Linked DNA regions of Zea mays: region 2 is linked to region 1. Evidence: chromatin contacts called from public Hi-C data. All regions are on one chromosome and are shown on one strand. The core of a region is the stretch at or near the end of the contact, and the rest is flanking DNA. Distances in the headings are between cores, read along the strand shown.

The links. Hi-C and Micro-C count contacts between places; a contact is called where the count stands out from the background.
Region 2: a contact with region 1 is called in a Hi-C map of ear, with 2.8 times the contacts expected there. The contact joins the promoter of LOC100216568 here to the promoter of LOC100282532 in region 1. A contact is called at or near these places in 4 of 25 Hi-C or Micro-C datasets (bundle sheath, ear, endosperm and 1 more).

What each region holds. Positions count from the first base shown.
Region 1 is chr5:20,400,307-20,407,827 of Zm-B73-REFERENCE-NAM-5.0, forward strand. It overlaps LOC100282532 (DNA-directed RNA polymerases I, II, and III 14.4 kDa polypeptide), which reads left to right and starts at 2,791. Exons shown (of 6, transcript NM_001155440.2): 1 at 2,791-2,958; 2 at 3,732-3,765; 3 at 3,866-4,035; 4 at 4,109-4,160; 5 at 5,908-5,975; 6 at 6,061-6,462. The coding sequence starts at 2,924. The coding sequence ends at 6,130. LOC100037827 (chloroplast post-illumination chlorophyll fluorescence increase protein) reads right to left here. Exons shown (of 6, transcript NM_001374297.1): 3 at 7,513-7,521; 4 at 7,306-7,418; 5 at 7,109-7,216; 6 at 6,517-6,996. The coding sequence ends at 6,877.
Region 2 is chr5:20,822,524-20,830,044 of Zm-B73-REFERENCE-NAM-5.0, forward strand. LOC100216568 reads left to right here and starts at 3,242. Exons shown (of 8, transcript NR_159537.1): 1 at 3,242-3,899; 2 at 4,011-4,151; 3 at 4,255-4,368; 4 at 4,926-5,099; 5 at 5,676-5,791; 6 at 5,884-5,947; 7 at 6,509-6,611; 8 at 6,934-7,266.

The sequences.
Region 1 (7,521 bases), core at 1,541-4,040:
TTGTTCAATGGGTCCTAAATAAATTTAGTATGGATTTTATAGTCGGGTTGTCTCGTACACCGGATGGTTACAATTCCATATAGGTGACTGTGGATAGATTAACCAAAGTAGCTCACTTTATTCCGGTCAAGACTATCTTTAAGGGAGCCCAAGTTAGCAGAGCTATATATATATCTCGAATTGTGTGCCTACATGGTGTACTTAAGAAGATTATTTATGACCGGGGATCCTAGTTCACCTCAAGATCGTGGAAGAGTTTTCATAAGAATATAGACACCAAGCTAAACTTTAGCTCAACATATCATCCCCAAACAAATTACCAAACTAAAAGGATAAATCAAATATTGTAATATATGTTGAGAGCTTATGCTCTTAAACATAATTACAGTTGGAACAAGAGTTTGTCTTATGCTGAGTTCTCTTATAACAACATCTAACATGCAAGTTTGAACATGTCCCCATTTGAAGCATTAGTCTGTTTCCAGCAACGTCTCCTAAATTTTATCCTCTAAAGGAATATTCTCTGTACTTTACAGCACTCTCTAAAAGATTTCGTCCTCTATATTTTCTTCGTCTCCACCAACGTCCTCTAAATTTGATCCCCTACATCTACAATGTTACCAGATTTCACAATACATTTATATTATATTTTTTTAGTCGTATACGTAATAAACTATTCTTTCTATGCTGTGAAAAATAAATTAAAAACTAATTATAATAATTACATTTTGTAAGCTATGCGTCTATCTTCATATTTACATACATATTTTTTAGGTATATATCGGAAGATCTGTCTATCTTCATGTCTGACTCTAGCAATGACAGTGACGCGCGGCCGTCACAGCCGCCATCGAACGGCTTCAGGAGCTTTCCAGTAAGCGCAGGAGAGAACAGAAGCATGTACTGCACAGTGGATATCGAACGTCTACGTGGATGAGGGTAGCCCTGTATTTTTTACCAGAGGGTTTAGCGGATGTCGTTGGATGCGTACCAAACGTCTACGTTCGCTATATTTAAAGTACAGGATGTTTTACCGGCTCTTGTTGGAGATAGCCTTATATGGGAGAAAATGTAGAACCCCCTTATACTAGAACCAGACTAGAGATAGATAGTTCTTTGGACCAGAAATTATCCAAGAAGTTGAAAGACAAGACTAGATTATTAGAGAAAATCTAAAGACATCCCAGTCAAGACATTTGGAGGTCGAGGAAAGTGGTCAGGTGTACCTAAAAGTGTCACTAATCAAGGGTATGCAGAGAATCAGGGTCAAAGGGAAGTTGTCCCTTTGCTTTATTGGACCCTTTATGATCCTAAAACGAGTTGGACAAATGGCCTATCAATTAGAACATACAGGGGGATGATCATGTATGTAGTCTTGTTAAACCGAAGGAGACATTTTAAGAAGGTCGAGCAAGGTCACCGAGCAAGGAACCGGGGCAGGCCTAACCAGAATTGTTCGCTGGAGACAAACGTCGTCGTGGATCCACCCTTCTTCGTGGTTAGCGTCTGCCACATCTTGAATCTCGGTAAGGATCCTTCTCCTTTGTTCATTGCATGTTATAGTAGGTAGCTCACTTTGGGGTAGCTTGGTTTGGGCCACATCTTTAATCTAGGTAAGGATCCTTCTCGGTAAAGTTACAATGGTCCAAAATTGGCTAATTGTTATTATATCCAGCTTCTCAAATTTCAATCAAAACTAAACTTTTACAAATTACTCCAATTTATTTCACACAACTTAGAAATCTCCAAATAAGAAATTTGTTTACTTTTCCAAGCTATAAAGCTCTAGTATATGAATTTTTTTGCCCAATTCACACTAGGTTTTGAATTTCTCTTTTGGGCCAGTTTAAGGTTTCAAATGTGGCTCCTTTTCTTCAAGGGATTCCTCAACTCAATCCATCATTCTAAAATCCAAGTGAATCCTTAAACTCAAATCTAACTATAGTATATGAAGCTCATGTCTAAAGTGTCCTCAAATCTCACTTAGGGTTTTGAGGTTAATCCAGTTCCTCAAATGATTCTTCTACTTGACCTACCTTAAAAAGCAAAGTTGCTTTAGGTTCTAAGTCTTGCCTTTAGCACTTAAAGACTTCAAACCAACCTGTCACTTGCTTGAGAGATGATTTACTCCCATTTAACTCAAGCAAGGTTCTCAAACTAAGTCCTATAATCAATACACAATCATCACACCTTTGAAAAAAATTACCTAGTGAATGCATTTTAGATATACCAAACAAGGTAATGCAAACACTTATGATGACATGTCAATGTTTTAGTTCTCGTAACACCAAGGGTGTTACAACGGCAGGGTTAAGAGCAGATGATGTCGAGGTCGGAAGAGAAAAGGCCGGTAGGCACGACTTATGGAGGAGTGGTGGTCCGATGGCACAACCTATGGGACAGTAGTGGTCTGACGGTGAAGGAGAAACTTGTGCCACACTTGTTCGACGTAGCTACCTCACCGTGTGGGAAGAGAAAAAAATAATCACGCGAGTATAAAGAAATTGACGTCAACTGTATTTAGAGAGTTACTATCGAGTTGCTAAATGTGGGTAGTAAACGAAGTTGGATAACAACTAACAAATTTAGCAAGTTTATTTAAAGAGCCACTGGAGAAGCATTTTTTGTCCACTTTTAAAATTTAAGATTTATGACTAGTTTGAGAATCCTATTTTTTTTAAAAAATTATTTTCTTAGTTCTTTTTTACTTATGAATATAAAAACTCTTCGAAAAAATGGTGTTGCCAGACTAGCACTTAAAGATTTGTTTAGATAAGTATTTGAGTTGCTATAAATATACAATTGTCTCCGTGGTCTGGTTCCCTTTCCTCGAGTTTCCTATTTTCGTCTCCTCCCCACAGCAGCCCGGCGAAAACCCTAGTAAGCAAACCACCGGAGCAGCGGCGCTTGCGCGGGCGGAGCCATGGCGGACGACGATTACAACGAAATTGACATGGGGTCGATCTCTCCCTCATCCTCCCCCCCTCTGGTGCTTGTTTCGTTTGGGCGCGCAATGGTTAGCGGAGAATTATTAGGTTTTATTTGTACAGGCATAATCTCCGTTAATCCGCGCTCAGCCTCGACGGAGCGCATCTTCTCTCTTTCTCTTGGTTTATATGTAGCAATGGGTCGATTGTGATTGATTTATCGCTGCTTGTGAGAGTGGCGGTCGGGGGTGGAGGAGCGTTTTTAGGGATGAAAGCTGGGCGGTTTTGTTGGAATTATTCATATCGGTTTTCGTCAATAAAAGGTGCCTGCGATGGTTAGTTGATTGACCGAGTTTATCCTTGAGTTAGGATGACAGCTCCCCTATGTGGTTTCGGTATCACGCATCTCCTCTCCTTGGTATCGGACATCTCCCCTCCAGTGAAGGGAGATACCTGCACCTTTTGTTCGTCATCTATTTTAGGAATTTAAGAGTGCCACTTGTATATATTTGTCACCTTCCTTCGAACTGTGGCAATAATATAGGGTAAGTTGGTTGGTTAGAACTATGTGATAAATTATTGGATCAAATTCTTGTCAGGTGGCTTTAATCACTTAGCTTGGTGTTTCATGTAAATATTTACATTAGAGAAACTAAGGGGTATTTATGTTGGTAGACAAAAAACGGTGACCACCACTTCTTTGTGGTTCTTCTGATCACTCAAATGTCACTTTTTACTTATACACTAAGTTTCACATGGTTGTATCATTGGATTTACAATCTTATTGTTCTTTTTGTTATACAGGTATGAGGATGAGCCCCCAGAACCGGAGATTGAGGTGCAGGCACATTACTATTGTTTTATACTTTTATTCAACTTCTATGCTTTATAGGAAGATATTATATGGCCAATACAACCAATGTACCTCTGTTGAACAGGAAGGAGCTGAAGAAGAGCCTGAGAACAACGAAGATGCCCCTGATGACGTCATAGGTGGTGAGGGTGAAGATAAGGAACAGGAAAAGACCAAGCGTGAACGCAAAACAACAAAATACATGACGAAGTACGAACGTGCGCGCATCCTGGGTACACGAGCCTTGCAGATAAGGTTAATAATTTTGAGTGTTGAACATGTAAAAAACCTATCTTCCAACCTAATACTAACCTTAGTCTTTTTGCAGCATGAATGCTCCAGTCATGGTTGAGCTTGAGGGTGAAACTGACCCTCTTGAGGTAAATATTTTTTTCTGTATATTTTAAATTGGAACTCTTCAGATTAAAATTAGCCTTTTTTTCTTCATTCTAACTATCTAATAAAATTTGAATAGTCTTTTCAGAGTACACCTTTGCTTTCTAAAATGAAGATTGACTTCTGAATGTCATGTGTGATAAATAGCCATGGACGTTTCTTTTTATTATTGTACATTGGATCTACAGGGCAGCAGATATTTGTTCCTCACAAAATCATTCAATATTCAATAACATATATATGTTTGAACATGTTTCATATTGTACAAAGTAAATTAATTATGCTGTAGTAATGTATCATAAATCGAATCAATCAGCATAAATGAAAGTACCTGAATTTTCCAGTTTTTTCCAACTAGAACATTGGATAGCTTTCAGTTCCTTTTATGTTGTTTGTTAGTTTGAGATGAATTGTACTGTTGTTAATTGTAGATGTCATTGTGTCATTTACTAGTATTACCTTTTCTGAATAATGTGGCTATTGATTTGACTTCTAGTTTAGACAGAAAAAATGGTGGATCAGTTTGATGGTATGATAGCCAAGCATACTTTAGATATACTGGATGGCTTATGAATATGTCTACCTTCTGTATCATTCCCTGCGATATCTCATGCATATTAGTCCCAATGTATTTACTAATTTCTGCAAAGTTTCACAGTCTCAAGCTTCAACATCGGTAACATTTGCATATTGGGTGTGATTGCTTGCTTGCATTAGACCTTACGCAGCACAGCCCAAACCAACATAAACATATGCAATGCCAAGGCGTTTGGTTACCTTGCACAAGCAAGCTACGTTTGGTAAAATCATGTTTGGTTGCATATATTATATTGCATGTAGTCACCTCGATGTTCTTATCTTCTAGTGTAGAGTACTTAGTGATAACTACTGTGCTTAAGCTTCAGCTTGCCAGATTGACTTGAAGGATATTAAGATTTATAGCTTCGAGAGAGAGAGAGAGATGCAGACTTGGAGATAGCAAACAGAGGGGATATATATCTTCTAGTTGAATAACATAAGAACTAAAAGCAGTGCATCCTTGTCCGGAGCATTTCATCCAATAGAAAACTAAATGAATGGCTTCTTGCTATGGACTTCTGCACATGCCTAAATATATGGTTCTCCTGATTTGCATATGTTGCATGCTGGTGATCATTTGCTCAAGGTTTATAGCTTAAGTGCTTAACAAGTTCTCACTTCCATTTACATGTACAGTCGGTTGTGCTTGCTAATTTAATCCCTGCAACAAGCCTGGCTCTGGACTTGATAAATAATCAATATTTGGAATTAGCCTTTATCATAGGTTCCATAAAATGAGAATTGGTTTTCAATACTTAGGCCTTACTCATAGAGAGGATTTGGAACTGATCTTTTCTTTGCTCTACATATAGTGATTTCAATCTTAAAAGCTTGAGGGTGTGGGTTTATACTTCGTTCCCTCCATCTCATCTATATGCTTTCACTTTTATAGCCTTTAATGCCATAGATACTACCATCTATACTGGGGTGTTCTTGAAGCATGTCGATGTTGACTTTCTACCTCTCTATAGATTAAACTCATTTAAAGAAAAGGACTTCTATAGCTTTATATAATTAAATAGAAGGCATGATAAACTGTAGTCTAATTGAGTTAATGAGATTCAACCTTAGCAATCACCTTTCAATGGTTACCATCACTTTTAGTTCTTATACTGTGTACTCAATGATATATATGTATTTTTACAATTTTAGATTGCAATGAAGGAGCTGAGAGCGCGCAAGATACCCTTCACGATCAGACGGTACTTACCTGATGGAAGGTGAGATTCCATGGAAAAGCACATACTTCTTTTTTATGAATACTTTTACAATGTAGTCATCTTTAATTACTTTGTTTTAAAACAGCTATGAAGACTGGGGAGTAGACGAGCTCATTGTGGAGGACTCCTGGAAACGCCAGGTTGGTGGAGACTGAAGACGCGGATCTACTTGGCATGGAAAGGGTATGTGGTGCAGTGGGTCTTTCCTGTAGTTACAAGTCTTCGTTGCCACTATGAGTGGATACTGTAGCGAATGAACCAAGACGAAATGATGCTATGTTAACTTAACGTCTGTGGTTGCCTTGAACTCTGGAACCGTAATGCTAGCATGGTTGTTGGTTGCGCTATGCTTGTTTTTGTTTGTTTCAGTTTCAGACATGCAGTTGCAGCGTAGCCAAATGCGTGCTTTGTGTGCCTAATATCTGACACTGGATGTGATCAGTGTTGTTTATGCCAATGGTTGAGAGCTGTGCTCCGATGATTCATGAACCGATTGCTCTTCCATTCACGGGGAAGTCTTTATAAGCTTCCCTCCAAGTCGTATCTTACATTTGATAATATTGATTGTGTGGTACAATCCAGGACGGTATAGCTGCATGAGCCGTAGGTATACAGATCTGCAATCCATGCAGCTCAGCTTACACTGGTTTGTATCAGAGTTTGCAATGATGGATCCTAAGTATCCACAACTCTACTAGTGCAACGCGCAAGTATGAGATCATATCCACTGCTCTAATGGTGGTGCAAGTAGGAGATCATCTTGCTCACCGGTGCAGGTAGTCTGGTGAAATACGTACACGTATATGCTTCATGTATCACATGATCACAAACTTGCACTGATAAGATGTATGGACCACGTTTCCTTGCCCCCCACAAAAAAAAGGATCGAACTGAAGCTCCTTCATTCCTCGGAATCAGACTCGAGTGGGCAGGAGCCGTCGTCGACGGTGGCCAGCGGGTCGAACATGTCGGAGCTGGGGTCCGTGCACCCGCTCACGATATCCAGCTTGCACCGATCCCCCTGCAATATTAGCGCGGCGACGCCATGACTATAGTATTTTCACGACGAAGGAATGGCACATGATTGGAATGACTAGAGAGCAGAGCGGGGCAGCGCCGAAAAGAGAACCCACCCCCTCGTCGAGGTAGCCGTCCATGGCGCAGCTGGTGATGGCGATGTTCTCGTCCGGGTAGATGGCCAGGTCGCAGGCGCCCTCCCTGTTGAGCTCGTCCGCCAGGCCCTGCAACAGACGTGGACAGTCAGCTACTCAGGCTTGCATTGTGTATCACCACCGGTCATCGTCACCCAGAGCAGCAGACACACACCCACCTCGTTGAAGAAGCTCAGCGGCTTCTTCTGCCATGGCTTCGGGACCCTGAACTTGAGGGTGTACGGCCCGTCCCACTCGGCCCCGTTGGTGAAGGAGAAGATCAAGCTTGTGGCTGCACGCGCAACGACGCTTCGCTTCGCTTCAATCGTTACTACTAGCAATTAACATGGTAATTAATTAACGAGGCGAAAGAGATGGGAACGCACCGTGCTGCG
Region 2 (7,521 bases), core at 1,992-4,491, 420 kb after region 1:
GCTGCGAAGGGAGCCAAGGCGGCCGGAGGGGAGCGGGAGGTGGAGAAGAGGGCGCTGCTGGACGCGCCGGAGAAAGGGAAGCCTACGGCCCGGAGGACGACGCCGGAGCCGGAGGAGAGCCGCAAGCCCAAGGGAGCGGGCGCGGGCGCGGGCGCCGTTAACGGGCACGTGCGGGCGCGGTCTCCGTCACCCTCGTCGGCGCACAGGAGGCAGCAGAGCGGCGGCCAGGGCCAGGGCCAGGGCCACCAGCACCATCCGGCGCGGCGGGAACATCCGGCGGTGGTGTCGGGCATCGGGTGCCGCAGCGGCCGGTTCTCGCCGTCCGCGGCGAGGCGCGCCGCCGAGAGCGCCGTCCGGCGGACGCACTCGGCCAGGGAGGCCGACATGGCGCTTCCGTCGTCGAAGCGGTCCCTTTCCCTCAGTGCCTTCGCCATCAACGGCAACGGCCACGGCCACGGGGCAGGCGTCGCGCTCTCCGGGCGGGAGCGGGGGCGGGACCCTGGCGAGCGGTCCGGCCGGCGGTCGGTCTCCCCGGCGACGCGTAGGCGCGCGCCCGCCTCTCCCAGTCCCAGCGCGGTCCACCGGCCCGCGAGCCCCGTGCGCAAGGCGGCGGCGAAGGAGCACGGCACCCCCGAGCGAGGCAGCAGGCCGGCGCGGGTCATCAGAGACGGCGGGCCCGACGCTGAGCGGGCGGCGTTGCTGGGCGGAGGAGTAGGAGCGGAGCAGAGGACGAAGCTGGCGGAGGGCGAGGAAGGCGCGCTGGGCCACCAGAACCCCTCGGTGGCCATGGAGTGCTTCATCTTCCTCTAGAGGCTAGAGCTGGTGTGGTGCTGCTGGTGGCCTCAGTTTCTCCTCCACGTTTTTGTTCGTCTCTCGCAAATTCGCTAGCTTCGTTGCTTGCTCAGTAACGTGTTGGACCATTCACATTACTATCGTGCCATCCGTGCATCATCGACCGAGATGGCCGTGCAGTGCATGCATGGCCTTGTCGCCGCCGTTCTCGGACGGGCATTTATTTCCGGCGGCGGCGGGTCGGAGCTCCACTCCGTGACTGCCACAGTGCGTTGTTGTTGTTGTTTGTAGCGCTGTCTAGTTGTACGACCGTTCCGTTCTGACGTACGGCAACCGACCGGCCGTCGAGCAGTAACAGTACTGATGTCTAGCTATCGTCCAGGTTGGTTCAGGGTAGGTAGGCGCGCGTTACTGCACCTGCATGACTGGACTGACTGGCTGGTGCTCAGTGCAACGTCGGGGGTAGATAGATCTATGGCTGAAGACGAGTACACCACAACGTTCTCATTGGATTTTGTGGCAAAACTTTGTAGCTGCATTGCATATACAGGCTACATCCAGGTCCAACAGGCTCCCTCCGGTTTTCATGGGACCACTTTAACACTGGGCCTTCTTGTTTGGGCTAGGCCCGATGCTGCCGGGGCCGCCAAGTCTGGACTGGATTCTGGAGCCTGCTTCTACTATCTCGCCCCGATCGCCGTTGCTAGCCCTGTTTTTAGGCTTCAATTTTGAGTGAATTTTGACGTGGCCGCGTTTTCTACCACTATTTCTCCGTGATCGAGCGAGCAGACAGGCAGGACATGACGGCGTAGACGTACTCAGCGAGATGTCGTCCACAAGTCACGAATCGGCGAGCACAGGACGTGTGGACCACGGGCAGCCGGCTCGGTCGCGGGTGTGGTGCACGGAACGGGTGCGGCCCCCGCCGCCGCCGAGTCTGAGCCGTGGCCGTTCCAGAGCCCGACCGCTGGTTCCGGTCGATCGCGCCTTCAGGAATCAGGAGTACTAGCCTTCACGGTTCGACGGGTTCTGTTTGTTTCTAGTACTGTATACCTAGTACTAGTCTGTCGTGTGCGGAGATGGTTTTTGACACGCAAGGGTGTTCCGGATCTGAACTCGCCGCGCCTTCTCCGCAGTCCGCATCGTGGTTGACGCCCGTGGTTTGGATTGAAGGATCTCTGTAGAAATTTCTAGAGTATGCCGTTCCTACGGAAGCGAGTGCGTTTGGGACAGGTGAAACCATATTTTCTTTCTTCCGACCTCACGAGTCGGCGAGAGGATTTCTCTCGCTAAGGACAAAGTTACGAGTACTCATGCTTACTAGAGAAAAAAATATATGTCTATTTGTACCTATTATGGATATTAAATTGCTTCATACTCATAACCCACTATAGGTAGCAGGTATCCCTATACCACCAACATTTTATATGAACATTTTAATCACAAAAGTAAGTTCTAAATACAAAATATCGAAACACCATATCTCATCAAGTACTAAAATAGTGTATTATCATTGTATTCAACATGTTAAATTCATCGAACCAATACAATTTTACCATAAGTTCAGCATCATCATTTAAATTAAATAGTAGCATCATGACCTCATATCACACAAAATATAGCCTAAAAAGAGAGTTCTTAACTACATCATACAATATTAGAATATTTATTTTTTTTTGAAGTATACAATACTTAATATCTCTACTACCTATATTAAGCACGTAGTGCAGACCACATGCGCGCACATCGTTCCCCTTGCCTAGCCTTCCGCCCCAACATGCGCTACCATGCCTCCACCCTTTGACTGTCGACGCCCCCTGCCCCTGCCCGCGCCGCACATTCCACGTGATGATCGTCACAGTAGACACCGTCTCGACCGTGATCTTCGCCGGCAATCGTGCCCCATAGATATGTGTATGGGTAAGCTGCTATAATAATATTAAATTTGTCATTTTTTTTATCAGGCTACCGAGATTACCCAACAAGATGCCAAAAGTGTGACGTGAAACTTCCCATTCGCCATTTGGCATTCTAAGACTTGTGGGAGTATAATCCAATAGATAGTTGTGCTACAATCTAGTTTGACAACTCTGTTTTCTCAATAAGAATGAACTAGTTTTTCTTAATAAAATAATTTTTTTTTGGAAATTGATGTTCTTAAACTAGCCCTAAACACTGTTATTAGTAAAATTTGAATTACGTGATGCATTTAAAGTAATTACTTAGATAATTTTTATTTCCTTTGCAATAATTGTCTGAGTAATATTTTTTTGTGGGTTGCTGGCATGAGTACCACGAGCGGCCGCCTTGTTCAGTGGAATCTTGCTTACTGGCCCACAGCCGCCTGAGACAAGCGGCTCAAATCTCACCCTCCCACCACATCCACAAAAAATCACCCTCCCCACCTCGATCCTCTTCCGCGAGACGGCAAACCGATCGGTGGAACGGAACCTCCCTCAGTCTCAAGGCGAGCGAGCAAGCGCGGCTCACGTCCACAGGGCCAGCGACAGTAGGCTGTAGGCCCCGCCCGCTCCAGATCCATAGGCAGCCGCGCGCGATCGCGGCGTGGTGGATAAAAGCGTGCGCGCTGCGCCGCTGCCACGAGGTAAGAGAGGCGGGACGAGCGTCAGTGCAGTGCGCGTGTGGTCGGGTAGCGATCCGAGGAGCGCGCAGCGATGGCAGCGGCGGCCGTGGCGACTGTGGCCACCCCATCCCCCGCCTCCAGGCGGCTGTTCCCCTCCGCCGGCCCGTCTCTTCTCCGGCTCCCAAGGCCGACCAAGCGGCTCCGGCGCGCCCTGCGGTTCGCCGCTGCGGGGGATGAAGCGGACGTGCTGCCTGGCCCGGGGGCCGAGGGGGAGGCCGTGGTGCCCGGGAGGCTGGAGGAGCAGCCGGACGAGCAGCTGGGCGGAAGCCAGCTCGACATCGGAGGGCTCGCCTTCCAGGGCGACGTGGGCGGGGGCTTCACCGGCGGCGGAGCGGGCTCCGGGGCCTCCGGCGGTGGCGGCGGCAACAAGATGCTGGACCGGGGCATCAACACGGCCATCGTGCTCGGGGCCAGCACCTACGCTCTCACCAAGCTGCTCACCGTCGACCAGGACTACTGGCATGTGAGTCCCCTATGTTTCTTCATTCCCTTTCATATTTAATTAGTCCCTGATTGGATTCGGAGCCATGTACTGGCGGGCGTATTGATTTGGTTTCTCTTTCTCGGTACACAGGGGTGGACGATCTTCGAGATCCTGCGCTATATGCCGGAGCACAACTGGTCCGCATACGAGGAGGCCCTCAAAGCCAACCCGGTTCTAGCCAAGATGATGATCAGCGGTGTCGTCTACTCCCTTGGTGACTGGATTGCACAGGTGCCTTCACACTTCAATTCCACAGCCACTCTACCACTATTCAATAAGACAAGCATTAGTGTGATTACTGACTGCCGTTGTTTTTTGTTGCTTATGCTTGCAGTGCTACGAAGGCAAGCCGATATTTGATTTCGACCGTGCTAGGATGTTCCGGTCTGGCCTTGTTGGGTTCACGCTTCATGGGTCACTTTCACATTACTACTACCATATATGCGAGGTAACCATTGCTACATGATCTGCTCAGCCTTGTTTTTGTACATTCAAGTCAAAATTGCCCTTATGTGACGTATTTCAACCGCACAAAAAGCTATGAAAATTCTTAAGTTGATGAATTGACGAAGCAAATGAAACGGGTTTTAAGGTGTTCAAGTATGTGATGATTTGGCCAACTTTTACCATCAGTTTGACATTTAATCGTGGGGCTCAACTAATCGGCACATAGCAGGCACCAGATAGAGCTCTTGAGTTGATGCATACAACTAAATAAAGGGGGGTAGTCTCAACGTTTTCAAGTCGGACGACTTGCTGGTCGTTCTGGCTGACCGACTAGGTCGATTAATCACGATTAGTCGGACGACTTGGGCGATTAATCGTGATTGGTCCAAACCGACTTGGACGATTAATCGCGACTCGGATGACTTGAAAACATCACCGGATAGAGCTTGACTAATCGGCACATATATATGAATCATTTTAATTTTTTCAACAATTTTGGAGGCTAACATGCTTTCTAAGGCAAACCTGATGGAGTAAATACTTTTGTTATGTTGACAGGCACTGTTCCCATTCAAGGATTGGTGGGTTGTCCCTGCAAAGGTTGCATTCGATCAGACCATCTGGTCTGCGATCTGGAACAGTATCTACTTTGTGGTCTTGGGTTTCCTTCGGTTGGAATCACCTACCACTATCTACAACGAGCTCAAGTCCACATTCTGGCCCATGCTTACTGTAAGGATTCATCTTCCCTGAATAAGTTTAATCAGTTTGCAGGGCGAGAATCGAGCAAGCATTAAAAGAGTTGTGCTTCTTATCTTCACTGTCATTACGAACAACCCATGGGCATTTTATACATATCGGCCACATGAATTATTGTTTTGATACTACCCATATCTTTGGGATTAATTGTCTACCTTTATAGTGGTATGTGTGTAATATATACTCCTGCCTCTGGGCATAGAATGATGACTTCTACAGACATCACATGTAGCAGAATAATTCAAAGCTAGAACTGAACTTAATTATATCATTGTTAGCAACAGCAGAACCGTGTGTACTTAACCATTTTATTTGCTTTTCCAATGTTGTAGCACTCAAGTTAGAAACCCTTCATCATTCTATGCTTGTGCTTTTACTACCCTCCCTCACTCCATTATTGGAGGTTTTCAAGTGAACATGCAGCAGGGCTCGTAACAATAACATACCTGTCTCTTGATAATGTTGTTGCAAATATTTCTAATTACTAGCTATTTTGTCTTTCTTCTTTCCTGTTCTGACAAAGTTGAAACAATGTTTGGATTGTTGCAGGCTGGATGGAAGTTGTGGCCTTTTGCGCACTTAGTTACATATGGTGTGGTTCCTGTTGAGCAAAGACTTCTATGGGTCGACTGTGTGGAGCTTGTCTGGGTCACAATACTGTCGACGTGAGTATCATCATCTTTTTCTAATATCACCTAACTATCGTGGTTACATTTACCGTTCGAACCTTAACATGTAATCTGTTGGATTCTGCCAGTTATTCAAACGAAAAGTCAGAGGCAAGGAATTCTGATAGTACCTCCACACCAGCGGCTTCAAAGGTAAAATATATCATGCATTAAGGCCCCCTTGTTAAGGCGTTGTTTGGTTTCACCCTAGCTAAAGTATTAGCTAGCAGTGAGGTGATTGGTTTTCTTCAAAAGTAAAATATATCAAGCATTACGGCTCCCTTGTTAAGGCGCTGTTTGGTTTCAACCTAGCTAAAGTATTAGCTAGCAGTGAGGTGTTTGGTTTTCTGGATAATGGCCTAGCAAACAGGACCGAGACAAGGACATGAGAAAATCATGGGTTTACGGGTCAATCACCCGGTATTATCTGCCATTAGCTAGAGTTAAGACATTTGGTTCCACCTCAGCTAAACTTTAGCCGAAAGTATTAGCTAGCTAAAGTTTAGCTCGCAGTGCGGTATCAGGTTTGCTAGATAATGAACTAGCTAAAGGACCATTGACCGTTGAAAATCATAGGTATAAGGTATAGATGTCAATTATCCGGTATTAGCTGCCATTAGCTGGAGTTGAGAAGATAATGAGATAATGGAATCTGGATTATATCGTATCGTGTTAACACTGATAACTTCATGCCTTCCTTTCCTTTCCTTTCAGGACAACTCCACATAGCAACCCCAAAGATCTTGGAAAGTTGCTTCGCCCTTCCCTCACTTCAGGGGTTATGTAAATTGTACAGTTAGCTGCAGCAACTATGCAGGTGTAACCTTTTTTTTTTGTAGCTATATATTCATGAAACATGAACTGTGCAGCATGTGCTATAGAATACCATGAAGAAATTAGCGTGCTCCGTTCGTCCCCCAAATAAGTATAAGTATGTTTCTAGTTTTCAAAATTTGTAACACGACAAGTGCATTTCTAGGCCATAGTCCAAATAGGACCAGTACCTTTTTCTATTTTCCTCCCATTCCTATTTCCTAACATGCAATTTGTGACATGTTATTTTATGTTTATAGGAATATATATTTTTATAGGGATATAAGTAATTTAATATAGACACTGATTCCTTTCCTTGATTCCAGAAGTGAACTGCACTTGTTTTGGGACGTAAGGTACTCTGCAACTTGAATTATCCTATGGAACCAGAGTTGGTCGGTGTACTCCTAGCAAACTAGTTTCCATAAATCTGTCATATTGGAAGAGTTGATACAATTTCATTACTCTGCTAAGAGTTCTACCAAGAAAGCATGTACAGATGTGTTTAATGTAGAGGTTTTTAATGTGCTTAAGGGTTGATTTGGTGACAAGTGGATCACGGGAGGATTGAAGGGGAAATAAACTAATTTCTCTCTCAATCCCCTCCAATCCTCCCGAAATCCCGAATCACCAAATCAGCTCTAAAGGGGATATTTATTAAAAAAAATCGTTGGACCTGTCTCTCTGTGAAGAGACATATTAACAATAGACGTCTATCTTTTACTGTAGGAATCTGTTATCTATTCTATCGATATGATATTGTACAGTTATATTTATTTTTATATTTATTAATAAATTATATTTATAAACTTTCTATTACATAATAAAGTCTCTTAGTTGTGTCTTATGCTCGAAGAATCGCTTTAGTATCTCTCTACTGTACATCCTCTAAATAAAAGGAGCATTCGGGGATC